Regions from separate parts of the Mus musculus genome. Here region 2 is linked to region 1. A link is a contact called in public Hi-C data. All regions are on one chromosome and are shown on one strand. The core of a region is the stretch at or near the end of the contact, and the rest is flanking DNA. Distances in the headings are between cores, read along the strand shown. Region 1 holds the start of Ctsk (cathepsin K). Region 2 overlaps Golph3l (golgi phosphoprotein 3-like).

Region 1 (6,847 bases), core at 2,352-4,851:
CTGAATTCCTGTCCTTATTTCTTCTGACCAGAAGTTGCACAGACATGATTTGTGCTGGAGTCAAGGGGCAGAACAGAAGAATCTGACAGGCACTAATTGGATACTGTGGCTTGTTTGGATAGAAATTCTGAATGGAGTGGAGGAAAGGAGAAATGCCCTCATCACTGAGGATCATGAAACACAGTAGGGGTGTGTGGAGCCTTGGGACGTGAGCAGTCTCCAGAAAGAGGCCTGAGAGAGAGCATGAACACTTATCTTTGTGAGTGAGTGAGTGAGTGAGTGAGTGAGTGTGTGTGTGTGTGTGTGTGTGTGTGAGAGAGAGAGAGAGAGAGTAAGAGACAGAGACAGATGGGGTGAGGGGGGCATTTGAGCTCCTATGTTTTGTTCCCTATTATAGAGTATATGCAAAATTTGTCCCAGATCTTCTTTGACTTTGTGCTTGCTCTTTAAAGTGTCCTAAGAAAATTAATTTTTTCAGGTATTTTTCTATTTAGTGTTGCAGCCAAAGAGTATTTAAATTAAGTCTTTGCTGCACTTAAATTCATACCCAGCCAAAATGGAACTTTAGGCCAACCCCCAGCCTTCTGTTGCTAGGGTTGGTCTCCTACAGACACAGTGATCAAGCTGGATGACTCCTGCTCTTTGGTGCTTTCAACTCATTGGGAAGAGCTGCAGATATTACCAAAATAGGCTGGCTACATGAACACTGTCAGAAATCCCAGACTTGCCCACAAGGATAATGCTGCATTTTTCTGTCAGAGTCACACATGTTTTTCTGGAGAGGTTATTTCTGCATGGAAACTCAACTTCTTGGATTAGCTATCTTGAGTGAAAGTCCTCACTGACGAGTATGCAAACCAAATAGCCTCCTGCACAGTAGCCTCTCCTTCCTGTCACCAAAACAGTTTTAGGTCTGCTGAAGTCTGGTGTTCTTTGCTCCTTCTGCAATCTTGAAATTGGGGTTTGCTTTAGAGCACAAACATAAGTCTGTGTTAGGTGGACTTAAATCCCAACAGGGTCACTTGATAATTATAGCCATAGAAATGCAGATGCAGGTAACTGCTTTTACCCTTTACCGTCCTCAGGTGAGTCTCCTAGATCAACAGCCTTTTTTTTTTTTTTTTTCCTTAAACTGGCTCCTGTCAAAGATTAAGTTAATATGGAAAAGACCTCTTATGTGTATTGATGGGGCATGAGGAGCCCAGGCAAGGAGAGGCTCGTGGAGAGGCTGAGGGAATGTTACTAAGTTTCCCTCCGTTTGTCTCCAGTCTGGTGCCAGGCAGTAGAGTGGAAAAGGAGGCTATTTTTTTATTCTATGTGCACACATACAGTATACATATATATTTATATCACATTTTACTGAACCAAAAAGTTGGGTTTCCAATAAAATACTTGTTTTTTAATAACCGACTTGTTTTTAACTGTGATCTGAACTATAATGTACAGTTATTACAGGGCTTCTGAAGAAGGGGGGGCGGGGAGAAGCTTCTCTGAGGGGCTCGCTCTGCTTTTCCTTCACGGTTTTATTTTTGATTGTTTTTTCTTGTTGCCCATCTGTGCTAAGCCTTAACTGTGGCAAAAATAATGACATGTAGCAAAGATTTTAAAACAAAGTATTTTTTCTTTTATAAATTGTGTTGTGTTGTGTGATATTATTGATTGCGGCTCCCTGACCCCTTTACAGACATGCACAACTAAGCATTCATAAGTGAGCTCGACACACACAGGCACAGAGCGTAGTTGAATCTTCATTTCAAGACTCAGAGCTCACAGGGCCCTGGTCACTTAGCCCTGTTCTCGTGTACCCACCTGATCCTGACACATCAGGAGTAGTCAGTAGACTACTGCTCACACTGTCTGGGAGTGGGGGTTGTCTCATCTCACAGAAGTTGCTGGGGAGTGTTCTTGGATTTGAAGCCACTATGGGGCATCCTGATGTCTTTCCCCAGTGTGTTCTCCCAGTTAAAAGGAGATGAAGGGATTGTGAGCTTTAAACAGTTCAGATGTGGATCTGGGCTCTCTCTACTCAGGTGGTACATTGAGATCCTGGGGTCTAGAAATCCTGGGGTCTGTGCCAGGAATCCAGCTAGGAACTGAATCTATATTTGTGGTAATATCCTTTGTGCTTCACAGTCCCTCATTTCCTAATTCCTCACATGTGTTTATGGAAGTAAATGGAGTTTAGGGTGTGGTTGGCCAAGTCAGACTCTTATGATCTGTCACATGCCTGGATTTTGGGGAAGCGCTTGGAGACTCTTGTAACTGGACCTAGTTTGGGATTTTAATGATTGAGATGCAGTACTCATCAGACATTCTACCACCCGAGAGTCTAGCAGTAGAGTCCCACGTGTATCCATTAATGTAGATTCAAGTGTTGTAAATAATTAGGTGCTACATTGGGTCAGTTGTCTTTCCTTACTGTCATGTTGGGTGTTGATCCTTGGGCCTCATAATGTTAGGAAAGCCCACCACCGCTGAGTCATGTTCCTCAACCCTCTTTTAGCTTTTTGTAAATTACTTTTATCCTCCATTTAAGCAACTAGAATCTTTTTGTAAAGTTTATGTATATGAGTACACTATCTCTGTCTTCAGACACACCAGAAGAGGGTATCAGATCCCATTACAGATGGTTTTGAGCCACCATGTGGTTGCTGGGAATTGAACTTAGGACCTCTGGAAGAATAGGCAGTGCTTTTAACTGCTGAGCCATCTCCCTGGCCCTGTAGGGCATTTCTTAGTGGTTGATGGGAGAGAGCCCAGCTCACTGTGGATGGTGCCATTCCTGGGCTGGTGCCCCAGCCGTTGTTATTTTTAGACAGGATCTCACTAAATTGCCTAGAGTAGGTTGACCTTGAAAGTAAGTTCTTACTTAGAGACGTCTCACTGTATGGCTCTGGCTGACTTTGGACTCACTCTGTAGACTGTTGTGGCATTGACCTCACAGAGAACCATCCACCCCTGCCATCCAGTGTGTATGTTGAGGGGACAGAGGTGTGCCCATAGCCAGTGATGGCTTTGCTTTAGCTTCCTGAATATCTGGGATTACTGCACTGTCTCACACACGTGACTTTCTGGCCACTTTTGAACCATCTCACCTGGACTTTGTGGGCAGCTCCTCCCTTGATGTACAGCCATAATGGGTTAGAAAAACTACTCCATGCCCAGAAGCAGTTAATAGCAAACAGTCACAAAACGGTTTTAAATGTTTAAATTAGAGCCTTACATTTCTAGCCTTTCCTCCCCTCTCCCTCACTCCACCCCCATCATCTCAGAAGAGGATCTGACACAACGTTGGAAATGGTGCAGAGTAAGGAGGTGGGTCAGAACTAGATGAGTTGAAAAGATGGAAATTGCCAGTCAGACATTTTGAGGAAGAATGGAGACAACTAGGGCTGTGTTCTTAAATCTCCCACCAAAGTCTCAATTTGAATATTGTGCTATCTTATTTTTGCCCCCCAAAGTCAGTCAGATGAAACTAAACACTTAGCAGCTATCCACACTGGCATATGATACTGTATACACACATTGTGCAAATGTGTGTCCTTCCTCCCTAACCCCTCCTCCTTTTCATCCTATCCCTGACTCCCTCCCTTATCCAGATTTTCCAGCCACTGCTGGAGTTGACTTCCGCAATCCTTACCGAATAAATCTAGCACCCTTAGTCTTCCGCTCACAGTAGCCACGCTTCCTATCCGAAAAGAGCCTAGCGAACAGATTCTCAACAGCAGGTAACATTTTTAACTTCTGGATCTTTTAGCGTCTTGTTCCTACCAATTAACCTTATTTTAAGAAGAGAAAGGATATAATGAATTGGGGATCAAATAATTTAAGTTCCCTGAATAACAACATAATCCTTAGTTTATTTTCTAGCTAAATGTGTATGGAAATCTTTAGGATTTTCTATGTGAATGAATATGTGGCTGTTGGTATAATCAGAGGAAGAGGATTCTGTAAGCCTGTCTCAAGCGTGGGCTCTTTCTGAGTTCTGTTTAACTTAAGAGTTAACCAACTCCTGGGGAAGAAGAAGAATTCACAGCCACCCGCAAGCCTGTCACACCCCGGTTACTGGTGCTCTGCTGGGTAGTCTGTTGCTTTGCAAAGAGTAGATGAAATGTCGTCAGTGTTGCACAAGTCATATGATGTGCTGCTGGTGGGAAATGGTTTTTAAACTTAAGAACTTGCAATTAAGCCAACACAAGAAATTAATGGGGCCAGAGCAGATGCTGAAAAGCTGTGAGCTGTGAACTTAGGTCATTACGGAATACTGTCCTTCCATCTTCCACCTCCATTCGTGTCTGAGGCTTTCACCCTGTAAAGCAGCCACGTCGCTGTTTGGAAAAAAGAAAAGAGAAAAGAACAGCTACTTACCCGTGACATCTGGTTATGATCAGAGCTGTTTCCTGCCTAAAGGAGAGGAGGTGGAAAGAAAAAAGTGGACAAGGCAAATGAAGATACAGTGAACGTAAATACCATCAAAATGGTCCTGTCCTCTCCTGGCAAGATCTGGGTGTAGGCAAGGAAGAATACTATGCACAAAGCCTGAAGTGTACTGTAGCTAGAACTCTGGCTCTGTAACCACGCTCACTGTGCTTATTCTGTTTATGTGCACCCTTACCTGGGATACGGGGGTGGGGTGGGGGTGGCATAAGAGCTGCCGAGCCTTTCCCAGTTACTTCTACGCACTGCGGTTGCCTAAAGTGTGTGCAGTGTTGGTGGAACATACGGGAGTTACAATGATTAAGTCAGATGATCCGGCACCTCCTGAACTTCTGTCTGTTTTATGTGAGAATCACCTGCAATTCCTTGTTTTCCATATACAGCCAAGTGTGCCTGTCTCACAGTCAAATGAAGGGATTCTTGGGCATGGCTCACACCTTTAGTCCTGGCACAGGGGAGAGGGGGTAGATCTTTAAATTCAAGGCCCTCTTGATTAACATAGTGAGCTCAAGGCCAGCAAAGACTTACATAAAAAGACCATGTCTCTGAAATGGCAGAAAGTCTGTGTGTGTATGTGGTGTTCTTTTGAGTTTATGAATCCCTTAGGATTAGTGTGTGTGTGTGTGTGTGTGTGTGTGTGTGTGTTATTTTTCTGGTAGAAAATTTATTTTTAAAGCTCTTAAAAGGTTAAAACTTTCCTGATAACCTGTCTGCTGCCATTTGAACATCCAAAGCCAACCTGTGAATTTCTGCTAGTGGAAATCTCCCCTAATTATTCCTTCCGCCAGGATGTGGGTGTTCAAGTTTCTGCTGCTACCCATGGTGAGCTTTGCTCTGTCTCCGGAGGAAATGCTGGACACCCAGTGGGAGCTATGGAAGAAGACTCACCAGAAGCAGTATAACAGCAAGGTGCCCAAGGAAGCAGTCCCCATTCTCTAACTCTGCAGCTAGCTTTTCCTTCTGTGCATCAGTCCTTCTGTCTGCTTCCCACATGTATTAGCTGGAGAGGTAGCTCAGGAACGGATGGCTGGTCTAGCATGTACAAGGCACTGAGTCCAATACCCAGTACCATAGATGGGGCTGTATGGGGTGTATGTGGGGAAGGCTCTTTTAAGGAACACTTCTCATAGTAATGCCATTATTCTATGGTCTCTCTAAACCTTTGCATAAGATTTGTGTATGTACTCTTAAGAGTCTATGGTTTCCCAGTTAGATTGTGTTTTCTGTTTATGTTGTATGTCTTCTTCTAAAACTACCTATATAACCACTCAGTCTACAAATTTACTGACTATCCTGTTTAGGTGGATGAAATCTCTCGGCGTTTAATTTGGGAGAAAAACCTGAAGCAAATCTCTGCCCATAACCTGGAGGCCTCTCTTGGTGTCCATACATATGAACTGGCCATGAACCACTTGGGAGACATGGTGAGTTGCCTCTCAGATCCAGGCCTGCCCACTGTCTTTACCCTGGTCCCTGCTAATGCTTGGCATCCTTTCTTGTCTCAGACCAGTGAAGAAGTGGTTCAGAAGATGACGGGACTCAGAATACCTCCCTCTCGATCCTACAGTAATGACACTCTCTATACCCCAGAGTGGGAAGGCAGGGTCCCAGACTCCATCGACTATCGAAAGAAAGGATACGTTACTCCAGTCAAGAACCAGGTGCCTTCTGTAGTGTGTGCTTGTGTGTGTATGTGTGTGTGTGTGTGTGTGTGCGTGCTCACGTGCGTGCGCGCACGCATCTGTGGTAATCTGACTGTGGTATAGTTCATGCTACAAGAATATAGCATATTGTTACTTAATTCATTACCTATTTTGTATATTTAGGATTTTTTTCTACTTTAAAATTTTTACGCTAAGCTGTGGGCTGAAGATTCAAGATCTAAGGTGCTGCCTTGATCCTCAAGAAATTCTCATTCTTAAAAATTAGAAAAATCTCAGAAAGAGAAAATTCTGCAATCAGGAAAGTAAATCCTAATAGTAGCTGACACTTTCTGAGAGATTGCTGTGCATCAATAGTGTCTCTGATTCTCGCGTGAGTGAGATCTCTCGGTGTTCACAGAAATCTCATCAACTTTAGTATCACTCACTTTCTTGTTCTTTTGAGACGAGGTCTCTTGCCCAGGCTGGCCTCCAACTCAGTCTATAGCTGAGATTGACCTTTTAGCCTCTGGACCTGTTGCCTCCACCACTCAAGTGATGGAGTTACATGTATGTTCCAGCAAGCCCAACTTATTCTCACTTTAAAGGAAACTGAGGCACAGAGTTCAGTAACTGCTCAAGATTGTGTTTCTAGTATGCAAAGTCAGGGTTAGAATTCAGGAAAACTGTCGCCAGAGCTATAAAGTCCCCACTGTACTTGACTTCAGTTAAAGGAGACAGTGGTCACAGTTGTCATCAATGGGGACAAT
Region 2 (6,847 bases), core at 3,068-5,567, 110 kb after region 1:
GACCAAGCTGTAGACTCAGAGATCACCTGCCTCTGCCTCCTGAAAGCTGGGACTAAAGGAATCCGCCACAACTTTTTACATAAACAAGCCTTTAAAAAAAAAAAAAAAAAAAAAAAAAAAAAAAGTAGGATCTGGAGAGATGAATCAGTGGTTAAGAGCATTGACTGCTCTTCCAGAGTTCCTGAGTTCAATTCCCAGCAACCACATGATTGCTCACAACCATCTGTAATGGGATCTGATGCCCTCTTCTGGTGTGTCTGAAGACAGGGACAGTGTCCTTAGCTGTAAATAAAATAAGTCTTTTTTTTAAAGGCATTTAAATGGAGTCTAAAGAAGAGACTAGCAAGCAGCTTCTTGTCATGAATGCTGTGATAAGCCGTTTAGACCCAATCCTGAAAGCTGAGTGGAACATTGAAAGCTACTTAGACATAGGGGCAGTGTTTCAGGAACCCATGCAAGCCTCAAACTTGCATTTACCTGAGATGACATTGAATGCTGATCTTCATGCTTTCACTTTCCAAGTGCTGGGGTCATAGTTATGAGCCACCCTGAGCAGCTTTAAAAGTTTTAAAATGAAGATCAGCAAGATAACAGGTAAAGGCCTGAATTTGACTCCTTCCATCCCTCTAAATTCCGACATGGAGGAGAGAGGTTATTCTGAGTTGCCTTCTTCACAAGCATTATTGCATATGTACACACACACACACACCCAGAGTTACATTTTATTTTACATTTACTTTGGGGTAAGAGGTACAATAATCAGAGGACAACTTTGGGAGTTGAGTATCCTTCCACCACATGGGTCATGGGGCTGGAATTCAAGTCATCTGGCCCCTTGCCAGCCCATTGAGCTGCTCCTGTGTTAACCATAACTCCTCTCGTAAAGCCTTCATGCTTATTTGCCTTTCATTTGGAAATTCAGAGCCTGATCCTACCCAGTTTGGATCTCAGGATTTTTCTTTAAAACTTTGAGTTAAGGGCTGGAGAGATGGCTCAGCGGTTAAGAGCACTGACTGCCCTTCCGAAGGTCCTGAGTTCAAATCCCAGCAACCACATAGTAGCTCACTACCATCTGTAATGAGATCTGATGCCTTCTTCTGGGGTGTCTAAAGATAGCTACAGTGTACTTACATATAATAAATAAATCTTTAAAAAAAAAACTTTGAGTTAAATAAGTCCAACACCAGGAGATGGAAATAAGATTGAGTTCAAAGCTAGCCTCTGTACATAAAACTCATCTTAATATACAGCAGCAACAACAGAAACAAAGTGCTGAACGTGATCTCCATGAATATATATGAGATCTGTTATTTATAGATAATAACGGCATTTTGAAGAGTCACTAGAAGTTGGATTATTTTCTCCTAGAAAACCCTCTATACAAATTTGGCTCATCTTTCCAACCCCTCAACTTAGGCCTTGTAGAGGTCTCTCCATGATCTAACACCTATGTGACTTATAATTTGAAGAACTGTCATCCAAACTAAACTTTTATCAGCTGTGTAAGCCTATCTTTTCTACTCTTTCAGTTCAGCTTTTATTTCAGTTTCCAGCTAGATTCTTGGCTCCTTTAAATAGTGGCTGTCTTACATCTTTGTGTATCCCCTGAATCTCCTAGAGAAGATGAACTAACATGTAAGTACTTTCTGTGATTTAGAGCATCTTGCAATTCTTATCAAACCAAGGCTCTGTGTGAAGGCACTTAGTGCCAAGACTCACATAGTGGAAGGAAAGAACCAACTCCTGTTTGTTGTCCTCTGACCTTTTCTTGTCCCTACCTCAACACACAAATAGATAAATGCAAAAAAAAAAAAAAAAAAAAATTGTCTCAAACCACAACTCTTCTCACTTGGAATCAAGGATCTGACATGCTAATTGTCAACTAATAACAGTCAGTGAGAATTCATAGAAATTCACTAGATAACTCAAAAATCAAAAATAGAAACTAGTATTTTGGTGTTTAGATTAAGGCAATTAGAGCAAGTGAAATGGTTCAGCAGGGAAAGGTACTGGCTGCCAAGCCTAATGACCTGAGTTCAGTCCCCAAAGCCCACAGGTGGAAGGCAAGAACTAACTCCCAAATTGTCCTATGACCTCCCTAGGCATGCAATGGCACTAATATAGAATAAACAACAACAACAACAAAAATAAAAATTAGATTGCAGTAACTAATGAAATACTCTATTGGGTGAGGGATGGGACTCAGTAGTAGAGCAGCACTTCCTAGTATGTTCAAGGCCCTATATTCAGCCCCAAGCCCTGCTTGAACAACAACACAACACACCCCCATCTCACTCTGTCCCTTGTTTTGAGTTCATGTAGTGTGATATAAAATAATAACAAAAATATCACAGCTTATTTTTCAGGCTCTGGCTGGAATTCAGTACTCGTTTCAGAACATTCTTTGTTTTCTTCCCCCTCTCCTAGGGCTACACATCTTTCTGGAATGACTGTATATCATCTGGACTGCGAGGAGGCATTCTGATAGAGCTGGCCATGCGGGGTCGAATCTATCTGGAACCTCCCACCATGCGTAAGAAGCGACTCCTAGACAGAAAGGTACAATATCCTCTGAATTATAGAAGTCAAATACCAATGGTACATTTTGAGAAAATAAGAACATTTGAGGGCAGAAAAGATAGTTCAGCAGTTAAAACCATTAGTTGTTCTTGCAGAGGATCCAGATTTGGTTCCCAGTGCCCACATGGTGGTTAACAGCTGTCTATAACTCCAGTCCCAGGGTTCTGAATCTCTTCTGGCTTCCTCAGGCATTGCACACATGTGATGCACAGAGTACATACGTACAAGCAAAACACTCACGTACATAAAAGAAAATTAAGAGTGCTAGACAAGGTAACACTGGTTCAGCTGTCCCATCCTCTACTTGGTTTAATTATCTTATATAGAGTCATAGAAGTTCAAGGTCAGCCTGGCCTACAGGGCAAGTTCCAGGACAGCCAGGGCTACACAGTGAGACCCTGTCTTGGGGGAGTGGAGGGGAACTCATAGAAACTTGGTTTTGTTTTGTTTTGTTTTACACAAAAAAAGTCTATCACCTTTGAAATGCTGTTGATTATCTTTCCCTCTGGATGTATGAAATAAAATATTGTGTAGATAGAGGAAATCATGAGCCAGGCCTGTCTTAGTCATCCCAAGGTATTCTCTGAGAACCATTCAGATGTGTTACATTTACTGAAAATCCCTGCTCTGGAGGAACTGTCTCTTAGATACACATTGGCTTAGTCATTTTTTTACATTTACAATGCCTGTCATTCCAAGAATTCTGCTGAAACACATTGTTAGATAGAACTGTCTTTGGAGTCTTAATTTTTTTGTCTTAAAGTACATATATTTGGCACTTTTTCCCCTTTTGGTTTTTTTTGGAACAGCCCTGGCTGTCCTGGAACTTGCTCTGTAGACCAGGCTGGCCTCAAGCTTAGAGATCCACCTGCTTCTGCCTCCTGAGTACTGGGATTAAAGGTGTTCGCCACCATGGCCTGGTTTGGCACTCCTGGAAGGCTCTCAGTATGTAACTGTCCTGGAATTCACTATGCAGACCCAGCTAGTCCCAACTCTCAGAGATCTACTTGCCTCTGCCTCCCAAGTCTAAAACTAAAGGTGTGCATCACTGCCCAGTGCATTTGGCATCTTCTTACCACTTCCCTACTTGACATTTGTGGCCTTTTTCAGATTATGTTTTTTCTCTGACTGTATCCTCTTTCCTACTTCTCCATTCCCTAATATCTTATCAGTTTTTATCCTGTTTGGTGATTTTTCTTTTCAGCTTTACATTACTTCCAGGAATTTCATTTCCAAATGTGCAAACGTTTTTTTACCTTTAGCTTCCAGGAACGTATCAACTATTGGCTACACATTTCAACTTAGCTATCTTGCATCATTCAAAAGCCAGGCTTGACAGTGTTCCCCTAAATTAACTTCCTTTTCTGACCTTCCTGCCGTTGTTAGTGGTTTCCAAACTCTGAAAGACACTGTGGAATCTTTTGTCCATTTTATTCACAGCATTTGTAACTAGGTCCCACTTCAAATGTAATTTTGTCTTCCTACTACAAAGGCATACTGAACTAAGGTCTTGCATGTCATAGGCAGTATATTCTGCTTCCTCACACCTCCTAAGCAGCATTGTGATTGTGGGTATTGTACATGGAAGCAGTGTACTCTGTCCTTTCTTTAAGGTCCTGCTGAAGTCAGACAGCCCAACAGGTGATGTTTTGCTGGATGAGACGCTCAAACACATTAAAGCAACTGAGCCAACCGAAACTGTGCAGACGTGGATCGAGCTACTCACTGGTGAGATGACTGAAAATAGCTCACAAGCTGCATATTTGGTTATCTTTGGCCTGCTCGTAAGGTTAGAGGGAAGAGTATAGTAGCACTGCATGCTAGGGAGGGTGGTGTGATTAGCCAGCACCGAAGGATCCCAAACATTTCCACTTATCTCCGCAATTCTACTCTGCAAGGTTGTTTTGTTTTCTGACAGGATCTCGTAGCCCAGGCTAGCCTTGGACTTGCTGTGCATCCAAAGGTGACCCAGAAATCCCGACCCTCATCTCTCCATACCTCAAGTACTGGGACAAGAATGTGCCACCCCTTTCAGCCCATGAGAGCAGTTTTATTTTGTTGGGCTTTTTGAGACGTTCAACTGTGTAAACTGAGGTCACCTAGAATCCCTAGTCCTTCTGCCTCTGTCTCCCTAGTACTGAAATTGCAGGTAGACAGCACCGTATCCAGATTAATAGTGTTCTTTACTGGGACTTCATTTTGTTGTTTGTTTGTTTTTTTGAGGCAGGTCTCACCATGTAGCAGTGGCTAGCTAGGAACTTGTGGGCTCCAAACTTAAAGATCTGCCTGTTTCTATCTCCCAAGTACTGGGATTAAAGGTGTGTACCACCATATCCAGTCAAGGAACTATTTATTTACTTACTTACTTACTTACTTACTCGTTTTTGTTTTGTTTTGTTTTGTTTTTGAAGCAGCATCTCCTGTGTCCCAGATTGGCATCAGACTTGCTGTATAGCCAAGGACAATCTTGAGTTTTAATCCTTTTGCTTTCACCTCCCAAGTGCAGGGGTTATAGGCATGAGCCATCATCACCCTAGCTGGTGTGGTGCTAAAGATTTCACCCTGGACTTCATGCTAGCAAAGCACTTGGCCATCTGCATTTCATCCCCAGACCTTCCCAAGACACTTTGTTTCTGTATTTTGCATTGTACATGTGTGTAGTGACGTGGGAGTGCACATGCAGGATCAGAGGACAACTTTGTAGAGTTGGTTCTCTCCTTCTACCTTATGTGGTCTCCCAGTATTGAATCATTAGACTTCGTGGTGAGGTTTTTATCTGCCAGACTATTTCACTAGCCCTTCCTTTTTTAAAACAATCTTTTATTCTTATTAAACTTTTTTTTTAAATCTTTATTATCCAGGAGTAATCCTAGCACTTGTGAGACTGAAGCAGAATTACTGATAGTTCAAGGTCAATCTGGGCTGCATTTGGATACACTGACTCAAAAACACCAAAAAAAAAAAAAAAAAAAACTAAAATAAAAATTGGGGGCTGGAGAGATGGTTCCATGGTTAATAAGTTGCTGCTGAGATGGTTAAGAGCACTGACTGCTCTTCTGAAGGTTTTGAGTTCAAATCCCAGCAACCACATGGTGGCTCACAACCATCAGTTAACGAGATCTGATGCCCTCTCTGGAGTCTGCAAAGACAGCTACAGTGTACTTACAGATAATAAATAAGTAAATCCTTTTTTTTTTTTGGTTTTTTTGAGACAGAGTTTCTTTGTGTAGCCCTGGCTGTCCTGGAACTTACTGTGTAGACCAGGCTGGCCTGGAACTCAAAGATTCGCCTGCCTTTGCCTCCCAAGTGCTGGGATTAAAGGCATGTGCCACCACGCCCGGCATAAATGAATAAATCTTAAAAAAAAAAGCAGTAAAGGATGCAGGTCCAGTTCCTGAACCCATGCCTGGCAATTTGCAAATGCTGTAACTCTAGCTCCAAAAAATCTGATGCCTGCCCTCTCTGGCCCATTTGGTAGTGTGTGTGTGTGTGTGTGTGTGTGTGTGTGTGTGTGTATGTATGTATGTGTATATGCATGTGCGTGTGCCTGGTGTTCAGTAAAACCCTATCTCAAATAATAATACTAGTATTTATTGAGGTAACAACCAGGATATTGACATAGGTACAACATCTTTTTTCTTTCATCTCCCATTTTTAGTTGATTGCTAAAATAGTTGAATTTATACACTTTATTTGTTTTGATGGATTTGTGTTGATGGATACATTTGTGTTGATGGCTATTTGAATTTTTCTACTTTTAGCTATTGGAACCAAGGCTTCTATAAACATGGGTGAACAATCTTTTTAAACTGTCTTACTATGTTGTTTATGCTTGTGTGTGCCCATCCCCCAACCCCTGATATCAGCGTGCACATGTGGAGGTTATGGGACAACTCTGAGGAATTGGTTCTTCTCTCTCTTTTTTCTTTTCTTTCTTTCTTTCTTTTTTTTTTTTTTTTTTTTTTTGGTTTTTCGAGACAGGGTTTCTCTGTATAACCCTGGCTGTCCTGGAACTCACTTTGTAGACCAGGCTGGCCTCCAACTCAGAAATCCGCCTGTCTCTGCCTCCCGAGTGCTGAGATTAAAGGCATGTACCACCACGCCCAGCTCTTTTTTTTTTTAAGATTTATTTATTTATTATATGTGAGTACACTGTAGCTGTCTTTAGACACTTTTTCTTCTCTCTCAGCTCCTCTCACTCCAGCCCAAAGATTGATTGATTGATTGATTGATTATATGTAAGTACACTGTAACTGTCTTCAGACAC

What was found. Hi-C and Micro-C count contacts between places; a contact is called where the count stands out from the background.
Region 2: a Hi-C map of bone marrow-derived macrophages shows a contact between it and region 1, with 49 read pairs. The contact joins the enhancer-like site here to the promoter of Ctsk in region 1. A contact is called at or near these places in 5 of 39 promoter capture datasets (the C10 cell line, the HPC-7 cell line, cranial neural crest and 2 more), 2 of 15 datasets of contacts at CTCF or cohesin (CD8 T cells and the NIH/3T3 cell line), 11 of 484 Hi-C or Micro-C datasets (B cells, the HPC-5 cell line, Th1 cells and 7 more), 3 of 115 datasets of contacts at active chromatin or transcription factors (astrocytes, bone marrow-derived dendritic cells and embryonic stem cells) and 3 of 9 other capture datasets (adipose tissue, liver and pancreatic islet).

The regions. Positions count from the first base shown.
Region 1 is chr3:95,495,609-95,502,455 of GRCm38.p6, forward strand. It overlaps Ctsk (cathepsin K), which reads left to right and starts at 3,602. Exons shown (of 8, transcript NM_007802.4): 1 at 3,602-3,728; 2 at 5,226-5,346; 3 at 5,739-5,861; 4 at 5,943-6,098. The coding sequence starts at 5,227. It overlaps Arnt (aryl hydrocarbon receptor nuclear translocator), which reads left to right. Exons shown (of 22, transcript NM_001037737.2): 22 at 1-1,632.
Region 2 is chr3:95,605,479-95,612,325 of GRCm38.p6, forward strand. It overlaps Golph3l (golgi phosphoprotein 3-like), which reads left to right. Exons shown (of 5, transcript NM_146133.3): 3 at 2,428-2,559; 4 at 4,194-4,308. Among named protein-coding and RNA genes, the nearest start is that of Ensa, 16 kb to the right of the region's middle. Within about 2 kb of position 4,318, at least 15 of the 459 cell types and tissues checked have an H3K27ac peak or open chromatin away from gene starts, as enhancers often do. A contact at or near this core is called in bone marrow-derived macrophages, where this site is marked.